2 separate regions of the Ovis canadensis genome follow, and region 1 is linked to region 2. The links are chromatin contacts, called in public Hi-C maps. All regions are on one chromosome and are shown on one strand. Each heading gives the region's core, a stretch centred on a gene start, on an enhancer-like site or on the middle of the called end of the contact. The rest is flanking DNA. Distances are from core to core; before and after follow the strand shown. Region 1 holds the start of LAT2 (linker for activation of T cells family member 2). Region 2 overlaps CLIP2 (CAP-Gly domain containing linker protein 2).

Region 1 (5,959 bases), core at 852-3,351, 120 kb after region 2:
ACAAGCCCACGGCGGAAGAGCTCTCAGGGTTGGGCTGAGCGGCCCCAGCACCCAGCCTCCCGCCCCCAAAGGCCCTTGGCGTCCCTCTTGCCCAGCCCCCCAGCCCTCCTCTTGCTGTGGATGGGGTAACTGAGGCCTGCCAGGGCCAAAGGGCAGGCTGCGGGGTAGGGATGGAATCAAGAGGTTCCCATCCCAGCCCTTGGAAGGCTTTATCGGCTGGGCTTTGCTCTGTTTCCCCAAAGAACCTTGGCCTTCAGATGAGGCTCACCAGAGGTCTCTAATGGAGGTGCCTGATGCTCAGGCGCCTGGTGCAGGGCCCCAGGGAAGCTCCTGTTCTGGGCAGGGGAAGGGGAAGGGGAAGGGGAAGGCCATGGCCTCCCGTTGACAGAGCAGAGTCCTGGGAGCACCCCAGGGCCTGTATCTTCTCGACAGCCCCCCAGGCAGGCACCTGGTGGCCAGGCTGGGGGCTGGGTGGGGGCGGCCGGGGCAGTTCTTCCTCCGGGCCTGGGGCAGGACCTCGGCCTCCTCGCCTGGAGCGCCTCTCCCATCATCCCGTAGCTCCGCAGCAGGGTCGTTACAGTCCCATTTTACAGATGAAGAAACCAAAGCTCCTGAGCCCCCCCCGGGATCCCTGTCCTGGCCCCTCAGCAGTCTCTGGAAGTGATGGGACCACCCTGGGTGCTTCCCAGGGCTGTGCAGGCTGGGCCGGGGAAGGCGAGGGCAGGAGAGGGGCCGGAGCCCCAGAAACAACTGCCCCCGGGGTGCTGCAGGGGCTGGGGCAAGGGGCCCCTAGCCGGGGGGCACCAGGACAGGAGGTGTGGGGCGTCCTGGTTTCTTCCCGGCCCATCCAACGGGCAACCAGATGCTCCTGCCAGGACAACAGGGCCTCTCCCATCCCCCTGGGGTGTCGGGGGGCAGCCTCAGGACCCTGGCCTCAGGCCCAGGCTCCAGGTACCCCTGGGAAAGGCTTACCTGAAGCGGGGGGCCTCCTCACCGTGGCCACCTCATCCTGAGCACGCACACCTGCACGAGCCGATGCCAACGCCACAGACGCTGGCGGGCAGCAGGCAGGGCGGCGGGCTTCCTGTCAGCCACTGAATCAGCCTTCACACATCCGCTGCTCTGCCGGACAGGCCCTGCTTGCAATAGACGGAGGCGGGGATACCCAGAGACAGAGAGAGACGTGGAAACACAAACGCACGCAACATGCTCGCTGAATACACACACGTGAAACCCCGTCTCAGGGAGGAAGAGACACACAGAGAGACAGGAGAAAGGCAATGAAGAATGAAATGGGGGTGCTTGCACAGACACACACAGGCAGCCAGAGAGTAAGACACGGACACACTAGACACACACACACACAGAAATACACGCCCACACCAAAACACACACACACAAAGAAAACCAGAGAGAGACACACACACACACAAAGAAAGAGATACACGTGCTAAAGAATGAGAAACACAGACACACACAGGCAGCCAGAGAGTAAGACACGGACACACTAGACACACACACACACACAGAAATACACGCCCACACCAAAACACACACACACAAAGAAAACCAGAGAGAGAGAGACACACACACACACACAAAGAGATACACGTGCTAAAGAATGAGAAAGAGAAACACAGACACACAAACACACAGAGACACATGCCAGGGCAGACGTAACGAACGGCTAGAGGCAAAGACAGATGGACGGAGTGGACAGACACCGGCACCAGAGGAAGGGAGCCCCAGGTGAAGGGCAGAAGGAAGGACACGCATGGCCGCTCCTCCAGACCCGGGGGCCCCCTTACTCCCATTTTCCAGATGAGGCTCATAGAGGTGCAGAGCCGGCCACTCTCTCCACTTGCTGCCCCAGCATCCGGCCGTAGAGGTGAGGAGGTGCTGGACAGGTGGCCGGGTCCCCCAGCACCTCCTGTTAGTGGTCACCGAACAACGTGCCCAAGGCCACTGGACTCTTACCCCACTGGCTAGGGGCCCCAGGGAAGCCCTCAGGGGTCGCACCTCAACCCCCCATCTGTCTGGCATCTCAGAGCCTGAGCTCCCCAGCTCTGGGCCCCTCTCTGCTGGGACGGGGTTTCTCTTCTGGTCCCAGTCCAGCCCTGCCAGGTGAGGCTAGGAACGAGGCCCAGTGGGAAGCAGACCAAAACCGCCAGGGCTGGGTGCTCACTGCTGCCACCCTGTGGGGGAGAAGGGTGGCGTGGGGACCTGGGCTACCTCGTGGGCCCCGAGTGCTGGTTGTCCTCACCCCTGCAAGTGGGGTCAGCAGGGCTAAAGCCAACCTCACCAGAGTTCCAAACCTGCACCTGAGAACCGCGGGTGCCTCCCTCATTCCATGTGGGGGCAGCACTATGTGTAAGTCCCTTGGCAACTCTTGCAAGAAGACCTTCGTTTTCTTAGGCAAGCTGGCTGAAGGCTGAGAGGCTAAGCTGGATTTCAACCCAGACCCCAAAGCCTGTTGTCTTTTCACCACTCGTGGGTTCAGGGGCTCGCTGGGACCGCCTGCCTGGCCCCTCCTCACCCACTGGGACAAGTCTGTGTTGGTTTCCATCCAACCTTGGGCTGTGTGCTTGCCCAGGTTTCTCTATCTGCAGAGATGGACAGGAGGTCCAACGTGTCTAGTGGGAATGGAGCTCTGCTTCACATTCTGGCTTCTGTCAAGGGCCTTCTTATTTATGGAGGATGCGGAGTCGACTGCTGACTGCCAGCAAAGTCTCAGGGTCCGTCCACAGTGGCACCCAGGATCCTCTCTGAGCCCATTTTCCATCTATAAAAAACAAGGGTCTCTCAACCCAGACGCTTTTTGAAATTGAGTGGGAGGAGGAGCCACTCAATCTGAATCCACTCCTGAATCCAGAAGGCTCCACTGCCCCCTTGTAGGCAATTCTAATTCCTCCAAGTTCTATTTATAGATCATTCAGATGTTAGTTAGAAGATAAGCTTTAAACAACTAGACATTTCAACCCCTCTCCACAATAGCCATTTTGTGTCCAGTTATATAGATACTAGTGCCCCCAACTCTTTTTTCAATTCAGTGGTTTCTGGTATTTTTTTTTTTTTCTGGTATTTTTTTTTGTGACAAAATACATTTAACATAAAATTTACCATTTTTTCCCACTTCTAAGTGGGCACCTCAGAGGCATTAATTATTCACAGCTCCGTACAGCCATCACCACCGTCTTGTCTTCATCACTCCAAACAGGACTGTCTGGCTTTTCAGCTCACAGCTGAGTGTCAGTTGTGTGCACAATTGTTACAGAAGCAAGCTAAGTAGTAACACAGCAGTTCTAAGATCTTAAGTTCTAACCCTGAGAATCTTCTGGGGCATCCTTTCAAGGCTGATGGGAAGTGATGGATTTTCTTCAGATATATGCACATTGAGAAGCATATACAACATTCTCGAAGCCCCTGGAGTCTGTCTATAAAGCTGCTGCCACTCTCAACCTTTACGATGCAAACAAGAATCACTCTTGCCCCCCGTCACGCCCAGCCATTTATGACATTTCTCTTTGGTCCTAAGCTCACTACCCAGCAGAACCAAGAATATTCCTTCATTCTTCTGCCTCCCTCATAACTAAGTGATGTTTTTGTCATCTATGTGTATTTTTTTAGCCTTCAAAGTACTTTTAAAAAATTGAAGTATAGTTGACTTACAGTGTTGTATAACTTTCTGCTATACAGCAGTGATTCAGTTATACATACACATTTCTAAAAAAGAAAAAAAAAATCCTTTTCCATTATGGTTCATCATAGGATACTCAATATAGTTCCCTGTGCTATACATAGTTAAAAAACTGTTTTCTATTCTGGATATAGGGATTTGTAAAGTGGTTTGTGTGTGTGTGTGTGTGTATAAAATTAACACAAGCTGTGGGGCTATTTCTCTTGGGTGCATCTCTGGGAGAGGAACCGCTGGGCTAGAGGGTGGGACCATTCAATTTTCAGGCTAATGCTCATTTCAAATTAATTCCCACAGTGGCTGTACTCAGTGACTCTCATTTGTAACATGTGAAGACCCACAAACTTAGCAGCAACTGGTTTGTCAGGCTTCTTGATCTTTGCTGTTTGGATGGGTGTAAAATAGTATTTTCTTTGTAGTCCTGATGCAGGTCCTTGACTACTGAGGTTGAGCACTTTATTTCCTCTTCTGTGAAATGCCTGTTCATTGTTGCTTAGTTTTCCACTGAGTTCTTTTTCTCTTACCAATTTGCAGGAAATCTTCATATACTTCATGTGTTTTTAGTTTGTAACATCTTCATTTATATTTTGAAACATTACTTAAAAAAATCTGGTGAGCATATTCTGTATTTCAAGAGTAATTCCGAGGAATCCTGGTGCTACTTACAGAGCCCTTTGGTGACCTGGAAAGCATCTCTGATCTCCCTGCCTCCCTATCCCGCTTAGAAAAGATAAGTTTCCAGGCCAGTAATGATTTTATTGCCCTCTGTCCCACGGTGAACAGGTATAGGAAACATTTTCTCTAAGTTCCTGAACTGAAAACCAAAGAGCCCACCACAGCAAAGGAGCATGCTTTTGTTTGTATATTTAATATTTTACAGTTAGAGTGTGGTTACAGATGTGGGAAGAGATTAGTTGTAGGTTATAATTAAATAAACAGTCTTTCACTATTCTGACTCATTCTCATGACAAAAAACTGCAAAAGGAAAACTCTTAGATACTAGTTGTGTTTTTAAGCCTATTCAGTTCAGTTCAGTTGCTCAGTCGTGTCCGACTCTCTGCGACCCCATGAATTGCAGCACGCCAGGCCTCCCTGTCCATCACCAACTCCCAGAGTTCACTCAGATTCACGTCCATAGAGTCAGTGATGCCATCCAGCCATCTCATCCTGTCGTCCCCTTCTCCTCCTGCCCTCAATCCCTCCCAGCATCGAAGTCTTTTCCAATCCTCAAATAAAAAGCAACACAAACATCTCAATGGCGTTAAAGATTGGCCAAGAAAATGCGACAGAGCAAAGCTCCTCACCAATAAGGGCAGAAGTGGCCAGGCCCAGGGGCCCAGAGTAGCCTGCTGTCCACCTAGCCTCCCCTCAGGGGAACCTTTTAGGGTGATTCACTGCTCTACAGGCTGAGCAAACTGTTTGGGGAGGGTGGGGAGAACCAGGAGAACCATCAGTGACATCAGAAAGCTCGAGATGTGATCTGTCGGTCTCCCTCCCTGATGGCCCTACAAAAGCTCTGGTGAGGGGTCCTGCTCTGCAGACAGCACGCGGCAAGCTGAGCCGGAAACAGCTCGCTGACTCCATCTTCCAGGAGGCCGTCAGGTCCTAGTGAGGCTGTCATTCTGAACAGCGAGCCCTGTCGTGGTGCGAGTGACCCTGCACAACCTCAACAGCCATTTGGAATTTGAGGACTGAAGGGAAGCCAAAGTGTACTCGAAGTGCAACTTGTGACAAGAGATTAATTACAGTAGGGTTGTTTAAAAAAAAACAACAAAAAACAGGCATAGTCTCTAGAGGTTGCACTGCACCATCTCCTGACATAGCAAAGAAACGCTGTTTCTAGCAGGTCTCAAGCCAGAGTGGCTTTACAAAACTCAAGTGAATCAGTTCTTCTTCTAGACTTAATCTCCACCAAGAAATTTCCTTCATGGAGAGAACCAGGCTAATCCTTAGCAATCACAAATTGAGAGGGAACGCTAGGTAACAACTTCCCAACACCTTCCTTCTACATACAGGCCTCCTGACCACTGCCCTCTTTCTGCTTCCCGCTCACCGGGGCCTCCCTGAAGGAATATGAGAGACAGGATGGGAAACTCGGGCCTCTGGATGCCTGCTGTGGAAACCTGTCCTCTCCTGGGACCTGGAGAAACAATTCGGCCTCTTGACAAAATGGACTCCAGGGTAAGAACATTCTTAGAAACCCGAACCCCTTATTAAAAGGGCCTCAATTGGCACTCTACTAAAATCGGTTTCTCTGAAGCCAGT
Region 2 (6,906 bases), core at 3,283-5,782:
TAACCACTGGACCACCAGGGGGATGTCCAGTGTTTTCTTCCTTATGTAGTTTTGATTTTTTTCCCCAAAGTTTCCCCATATTATTTTATAATAAAAGGTTTTTGGAAAGGGGAACAAGGTTAAAAAAGCAGGATGGGAACTGAACCAAGTTTGGCTCTGTGACACCCCCCGCCCCCCCGCCGCGCCTCCCCCCTCCCCGGCTCCCTGCCATGAGTAGCCCAAAGGCTCTTGCAAAATGTGTCTTTGTAGTTTTGCTGCCTATTCAAAGTTTCCTCTCCAGAGAAGTCAGCCTGTACGCGAGGGCCGTGGGAGTGACAGAGCAAATCCCCCCAGGGACAGGGTGCCCTTACCTCTTGTTTGTGGGCCTTGTCTTGCTGGTGGATGCCGTTTGCAGAACCGGAATTGCCAATGGCCTGTTAAGAGTCAAGGGCAGGAGGCTGAGCGAGGTGCCCCAGCCAGCATTTCCCAGTTCGTCCACTAGATGGTGCGGTCTTCCCGACGGGACCATCGCAGGCTCTGAATTCTGAGTGTGCGTTTGTGAGGGCTAAGTCACTTTAGTTGTGTCTGACTCTGTGTGATCCCATGGACCATAGCCCGCCAGGCTCTTCTGTCCATGGGATTTCCCAGGCAAGAATACTGAAGTGGGTTGCCATGCCCTCCTCTAGGGGCTATTCCCTACCCAGGCATCGGACCTGTGTCTCTGGGTCTCCTGCATTGCAGCTGGGTTCTTTACCACCAGCCCCACCTGGGAAGCCCGGCACTCTGAGCAGACCCCATCAAAATGGGGAAATCTAAGCTCTCGGGGCAAGGCTGCATCTCCGCCCTTTGTCTGAGCTCCTCGGGATAAAGCCATGGACCCCTCGGGCTGGGACTTCCAGGGGGCAAGGCTGAGGCTCTCCCCCCAGACCTGGGGGGGGCCCAGCTCACCTGGGACTTGTCCGGGCAGCTCCTCATGGCCTCCACGAGCCTCTCCACCTGCTGAGCCTGGTCCAGCGCGTCCCTCAGCACGTCCTCCGTGCTTATCAGCTGGTGCTGCAGCCGCAGGAGCTCCGGTGCCGAGGATGAGGACGGGTCGATGAGGGAGTATCGTCTCTGATCCGATAGGGACTTCTCTTTGTCCTGGAAGCAGCAGGAGAGAGGACGAGCGTGTGTGTGTGTGTGTGTGTGCGTGCGTGCGTGCGTGTGTAGACAGGAAGAGTGTGTGTGTCTGTGCGTGCATGCATAAGTGTGTGTGTGCGTGTACGTGCTGCAGGAGGGTGACCTCTTCTCTGGCAGGAAACTCATCTGTCCCACATCATCTCTGGGTCAGGCCTGGGCATCACCAGGATGCCCCTCAAGCCTCCTTTCCTCACCTGAAGGTCCCTACAGAAGCATCTTTCCTGTTCCCTGCCCTGGATTCCCAGGTTCTATCAAATGCTCCATGTTTTCCAAGTCTTCAAACCTAGGACCCCTCCCTCTCCTCTTTTCTTCCGGTATCCCCCCAACTCCCTCCACACTGTCTTACATGGGTCCTTCCTCTTCAGCCCTAGACCACCCACAGCCTCAGCCCCTGAACCCCTCCTCAGAACCCCCCACCGCCCTCCTCAATAGGACATTCCTTCCCTTCCCTTCCAAAGGCTCTGCAGCTGACCCCGCCCACCATGGTACCGGAGATGGGCAGACCACAAACCCTCCCTGCACTGCCCTCCTTGGGCGGGTGCTTCTAGGTCCTTCAGCTCTGCTCCGATCCTCTACCCAAGCCTCCTGCTCCATCCGAACCTCCCTCACTTCAGGAGGTTTCTAACCACCAAGCCCATCCCTAGTTCGCTGTGGTGCTGGGGACGGTATAGGGGGGACAGGGGAGAGGCTGGTCATGTGTAAACTTGACCAGCTTGTGGTTCATGGAGAAGGCGTGGCTCCGCCCCCTCCATGCAGCTCTGGGAAAGTCTTGGAATCAGAACTCCCAAGGCCCCACCAGCCCCGGGGTCTTGGCTTCCAAGTTACACCCAGGCTCACAGCACCATGAGGACCACAGAGGGGTCTGTAACCACTCTCTGCTGGGCAGACTTGCCAGGACTGAAAGGCTGCAGGGCAGCTGGGCCCAGTGGTCCCCATGCCCACAATCTCGGTGCAGACAGAATAATGGACATCCCCCTCCCTTAACCCTGCAGGTCTAAGGCTGCTCCCGTGGCAGCAGGTGGGTCCTGGGCTCTCCTCCTGCCTGTGAGGCCCCTCTTCTCCCGTCTCCTCCACTGTGGCTGAGCGGGTGGGCAGTGAGGGGCTTTGGAGCAGCTTCCCCTGACAGCAAGCCTGTCCTCCTGGACCTAACCTGTCCACATCCTGGAGTTGACCAGGCCTAGGAACCAGCCACAGGCTAGTCTTGAATGCTGACCAGTGGGTGATGGAGTGGGATGATTCTGTCCTGCGCTATGAGCCTACCCCACCTGCACTTTTGGGGACTCCGCTCAGTCAGGCCTCTGTTCCCCTCTCGTCCCTGAGATGGATGCATGAATCGCCACTACAGGACCCTGAACGAGGAGCTGGCTTCTTGTTGATTACTTCCCTGGATGGGGAGCTCACCACCTGGCGGTAGGCCACCCCACCTCTGGACTGGTCAGATTCTTAGGGAATCTTCTTTTGCATCGCATCACCCAGACAGCCACACAACCAGCCATGATGTCTCCAAAAGGGGCCTCCCGTGGCCCTTCCACCAGCCACACTGCTGACCATTCCAGTGGTTCTAGGGGATTTTGAACCCTCACTGTGACTTGGCAGTCCCTGGGGTGGCTCCAGGAGGTCACCAGTCTCCAAGGCCTGAACAGCAGGTTGCCCCAGCCCCTCCCTGGTGTCCCCTATCCCCAGGCCGCCCCCTTCCCCACGCACCAGCCCGGTCAGCTTTTCCCGCAGGCCTCGGATGTCATCCTTGAGTTTCTGCTCCTTGATCCGCCACTCAGCCTTGTGGACCTCCCGGCTCAGGTCCCTCTCAGGCCCCGGGGAGTGGCGATTGGCCTCCAGCAGCAATACCCGCAGTTCGTTCAGACTCCTGTAGGGGGCGGGGGTGTACAGAACAGCAGTCAGTCTGGGTCCCTCAGCTCTCACGCTCCACAGTTAGCCAAGTGCCTGAGACTGGCCATCCCGAGGGGGCTACTGGCTACCAAGACACGGCATCTGTGCCAGGAGGGTCCACAGAGGAAGCACGAGGCTTGAAACCATCGGACCACAGCTGGAACCCGACAGTCAAGAAGACTCAGCCTTAGAATTTTTTTGGTTTTTATTTTTTTAAAGAGAATATATTTGTTTAATTAAAAATAGTGCAGAAGTAGAAATATAATGTTGTATACACAAAACTTATATAATGTTATAAATAAATATAACTTCCACAACATACTTTTTATTTACTTATTTTAAAAAATATTTAATTTTTATTTGGCTGCATCAGGTCTTAGCTGTGGCCCACAGGCTTAGTGGTTGCAGTACACAGGCTTAGCTGCTGTGTGGTTTATGGGATCTTAGTTCCCCGACTAGGGATTAAACCTGTGTCCCCTGCACTGCAAGGCAGATTCTTAACCACTAGACCACCAGGTAAATCCCAATAAAATACATTTTTAAGATAATAATAAATTAACTTAAATAAAAATTAAAGCGTTTTTCCAAGACAGCTCATGGGGCAAGACATTTTAAATACCTGATATCAAATAAGTTTTATTTCCTACATCAACTCTTGATTAACTGGCAGTAGCTGCCTGGAATACTGTGGTAAGACTGATTCTGAGGTCATATCTGGACTTTGCAGAAAAAGAGTGCAGTGATCAGTTAGCAATGTCTCCCATGGGCAGAGGCTGGGAGAAAAGGACAAACCCCTTTTAAGTTCTTCCCCTTGCCAGAATCTACTTTAGAGGAGGGGGGAACTCCCTCTCTAGGTGGCCATGGGTAGTTAAAAGAATCAAGTAAAAGTTTGCTGGCACTGATCCTTCCCCTTTCTTCCTGCTCTGAATGACGGCACGTGATGGCTGGAGCTTCAGCAGCCACCCTTGCAACCATGAGGAAGACTCTAACAGAACCCAAGAGAGCAAAGGTGTTGGCATTGCTACCTTGAGCCACTGAACCAAATGCCAGCTGTAGCTACCTCCAGATTTCTTGTTACGTGAGGAAAATAAATCTCTACTCGTTTAATCTGCCAGTACATTTCTAGCTATCTCCCACTTCCATCCTAAGTACCAAAGAAGCAAGGAGTGGCTCATGGTAGCCTACATCAACCAAGGAGGGCTTCAGGGAAGAGGAAGTGGGAATCCTCAATAATTTTTAAGAGTTTCTAGGGGTCCCCAAGACTAAGATATTTGGGAATCACTAATCTTTCCTATGAGCTCTGCTTGGAGAACTGTGTTAAGAAGGATTCTGAGGCTTCGCTGGAGCTTAGCAGCAGACAGTATGGTGATCTCTGGTGATGCCAGTCACCTGTCTACGCCTCCAAAAAAGACTGGGTACTACTAACTGGGTGGAGTGAGGGTCAGGCTGGTCTAGTCACCGCCCACGGCTGACTCACCGCTCCTTCCGGAGCAGCTCCTGGCTGATGAGGACCAGCTGGCCCGAGGCATCATGGGTCTTCCGGGACACGGCCTCCAGCTCCGCCTCCAAGCGCCGCTTCTCTTTCTGGAGGGTGTCCACCTTCTTCTCGCCCGACCTGCACTTGCTCTCCAGTGCTGAGGCCAGCCAGCAGGGCAAGAAGGGAGAGGGTTGGGATCGCCACAGGAACCTGTTCCACCCAAGGGCCAAGGCCCGGGCAGGCAGCAGGCTTTCCCAGGGAGAGGCGGGTGTTAACAGGGACACACTCCACTGAACGGACCTCCCTCATCCTGCAGGGCCAGGCAGCGAGGGGCCGAGAAGAGCTACTTAGGAAAAGCAGCCACGGCCCCCACACAGCAGCCGGGCCCCTCTGGTGTCAGGAAAGCAGTCCAGCCATCGAGAGACAGGGGCGTTTACACTGTTACCTGGACAAGGGAAATCTACTTCACCTTGGCCCTGGAGGACCCTGAGGTCAACTGACCTTTGCGGGACCCATTAAGCCATGTGAATGTGATGGGGAGTGGAGAGAAGGGGGGGGTGAGAACCGTTTCCCAGGATGGGGGCCGGCTCACGGGCACCACCACTGGCATTCTGATGGACAAGAAGCACGGCCAGTTTGTCACCAAGTCCCAGATTCCTGGTCCCCTACCACTCCCCCCACCCCACCAGGCTACCCTCTGGCTTCATCCCCATTTCCCTTGGGCCTTGGCTTTTGCTACAGCCAAAGTCCTCCCCCTTCCAATTCTGAAATCCTGGTATTTCTTCCAGGGGCTGGTGCCCAAATACTATACCAAAAGGCAGAGAGATTGAAACCCAGGGGTCTTCAAGCCCAGAAAGAGAGATGTTATGATGCAATTGCAGAACACAGGGAACAGAGGCCTGGCTCTGGGGAGAGAAGGTGGCTGGGGTCCCCCATTTGTTTTTTTGTGTCTGTGCCATTCGGCCTATGGGATCTTAGTTCCCCCACCATGGATCAAACTACTGATGCCTGCATTGGAAGCGCAGAGTCCTAACCACCGAACCACCAGGGAAATCCCTGGGGCCCCCACTTTTATTACGGATGAAGGGTGGGCAACCACTCCCCCCTCACTGCTGCCCAGGTGGAAGTCCAGTGCAGGCCACCTGGGCCAGGCTGACTTCTTGAGGCAGAGTGGGGAAGGGCACCCTGACCAGCGTCCTCTCCCCCTCCCCCGCTGGACTGGCACGTGGCCCAGTGAAAGCCCCCGCATCTGCCCGGAAGGAGGGAGACTTACCACTTACTTGGGCCCTGAGCATCTCGGTCTGAGATGTTAAGGCTGTCACCTCTTTGTCCCTCTTGTTCAGCTTGTCCTGCAGGCCTGGGGAGAAGGGAGAGATGAGGGGCCATCAGTACCCCAGAGCCAACACTGCAATCTGGTGGATGAGGGGGGTTAGCCCTCCCATCCAAACCCTAAAATGACATCACATTTGGCCTCCAGAGTCTAAGTTCTTTCTCAAGACAGTCGACCTTCTGGGTGAAGTGAAAGTCGCTCAGTCGTGTCTGACTCTTTGCGACCCCATGGACTATACACTCCATGGAATTTTCCAGGCCAGGATACCGGAGTGCATAGCCTTTCCCTTCTCCAGGGGATCTTCCCAACCCCGGGATCTAATCCAGGTCTCCTGCATTGCAGGCAGATTCTTTACCAGCTGAGCCACAAGGGAAGCCTGGGTAACCCACCCTGAAGAAGAGGTGCCAGAGTTGTATGGTCTTGAGCAACTTAACTCTCAGACTCTCAACTTCCTCAAGTGAAAAATGGGGCTAATAAAGGTGCTCACGTCACCTGGCCACATGCATTCACTACTGGATAGCCCAGGACAGTCATGAGAAAGATGCAAAGAAAGTTCTGGAAATGTATTAATTTTATGTATGTTAATTTATAAATTCAATGTGATGCCAGTAAAAATGCCAGCCAGACTGTAATTTTTGTGGAACTAGATAAGCTAATTCTAAAATCAATTGGAAAAAAATTTTTTAATTAGTAAATAAAAATTTAAAAAATATATTTAAATAAAAATAAACAAAGTCATTCGGAAAAATAAGCAAGATTAGCCAAGAGAATTTGTCAAAAAAAAAAAAACTTCTTTAAATACACAATTACCACGGGTGTGCGTGCTCAGTTGCTGAGTCGTGTTCGACTCTTTGTGACCCCATGGACAGTATCCCAGCAGGTTCCTCTGTCCATGCAATTTTCCAGGCAAGAATACTGGAACGGGTTGCCATTCCCTTCTCCAGGGGATCTTCCCGATCTAAGGATCAAACCTGAGTCTCCTGCATTAGCAGGCGGATTCTTTACCACTGCACGACCAGGGAAGCCTGCAATTACTATATAATTTAACAATTCC

Evidence for each region. A called contact is a pair of places that touch in the nucleus more often than the background predicts.
Region 1: a Hi-C map of fibroblasts shows a contact between it and region 2, with 5 times the contacts expected there. The contact joins the promoter of LAT2 here to the enhancer-like site in region 2. A contact is called at or near these places in 2 of 2 Hi-C or Micro-C datasets (fibroblasts and lung).

What each region holds. Positions count from the first base shown.
Region 1 is chr24:48,363,689-48,369,647 of ARS-UI_OviCan_v2, forward strand. LAT2 (linker for activation of T cells family member 2) reads right to left here and starts at 2,102. Exons shown (of 13, transcript XM_069569849.1): 1 at 973-2,102.
Region 2 is chr24:48,237,864-48,244,769 of ARS-UI_OviCan_v2, forward strand. It overlaps CLIP2 (CAP-Gly domain containing linker protein 2), which reads right to left. Exons shown (of 16, transcript XM_069571459.1): 11 at 5,796-5,879; 12 at 4,523-4,679; 13 at 2,863-3,022; 14 at 928-1,119; 15 at 351-413. Among named protein-coding and RNA genes, the nearest start is that of GTF2IRD1, 42 kb to the left of the region's middle. Within about 2 kb of position 4,533, the one cell type or tissue checked has open chromatin away from gene starts, as enhancers often do. A contact at or near this core is called in fibroblasts, where this site is marked.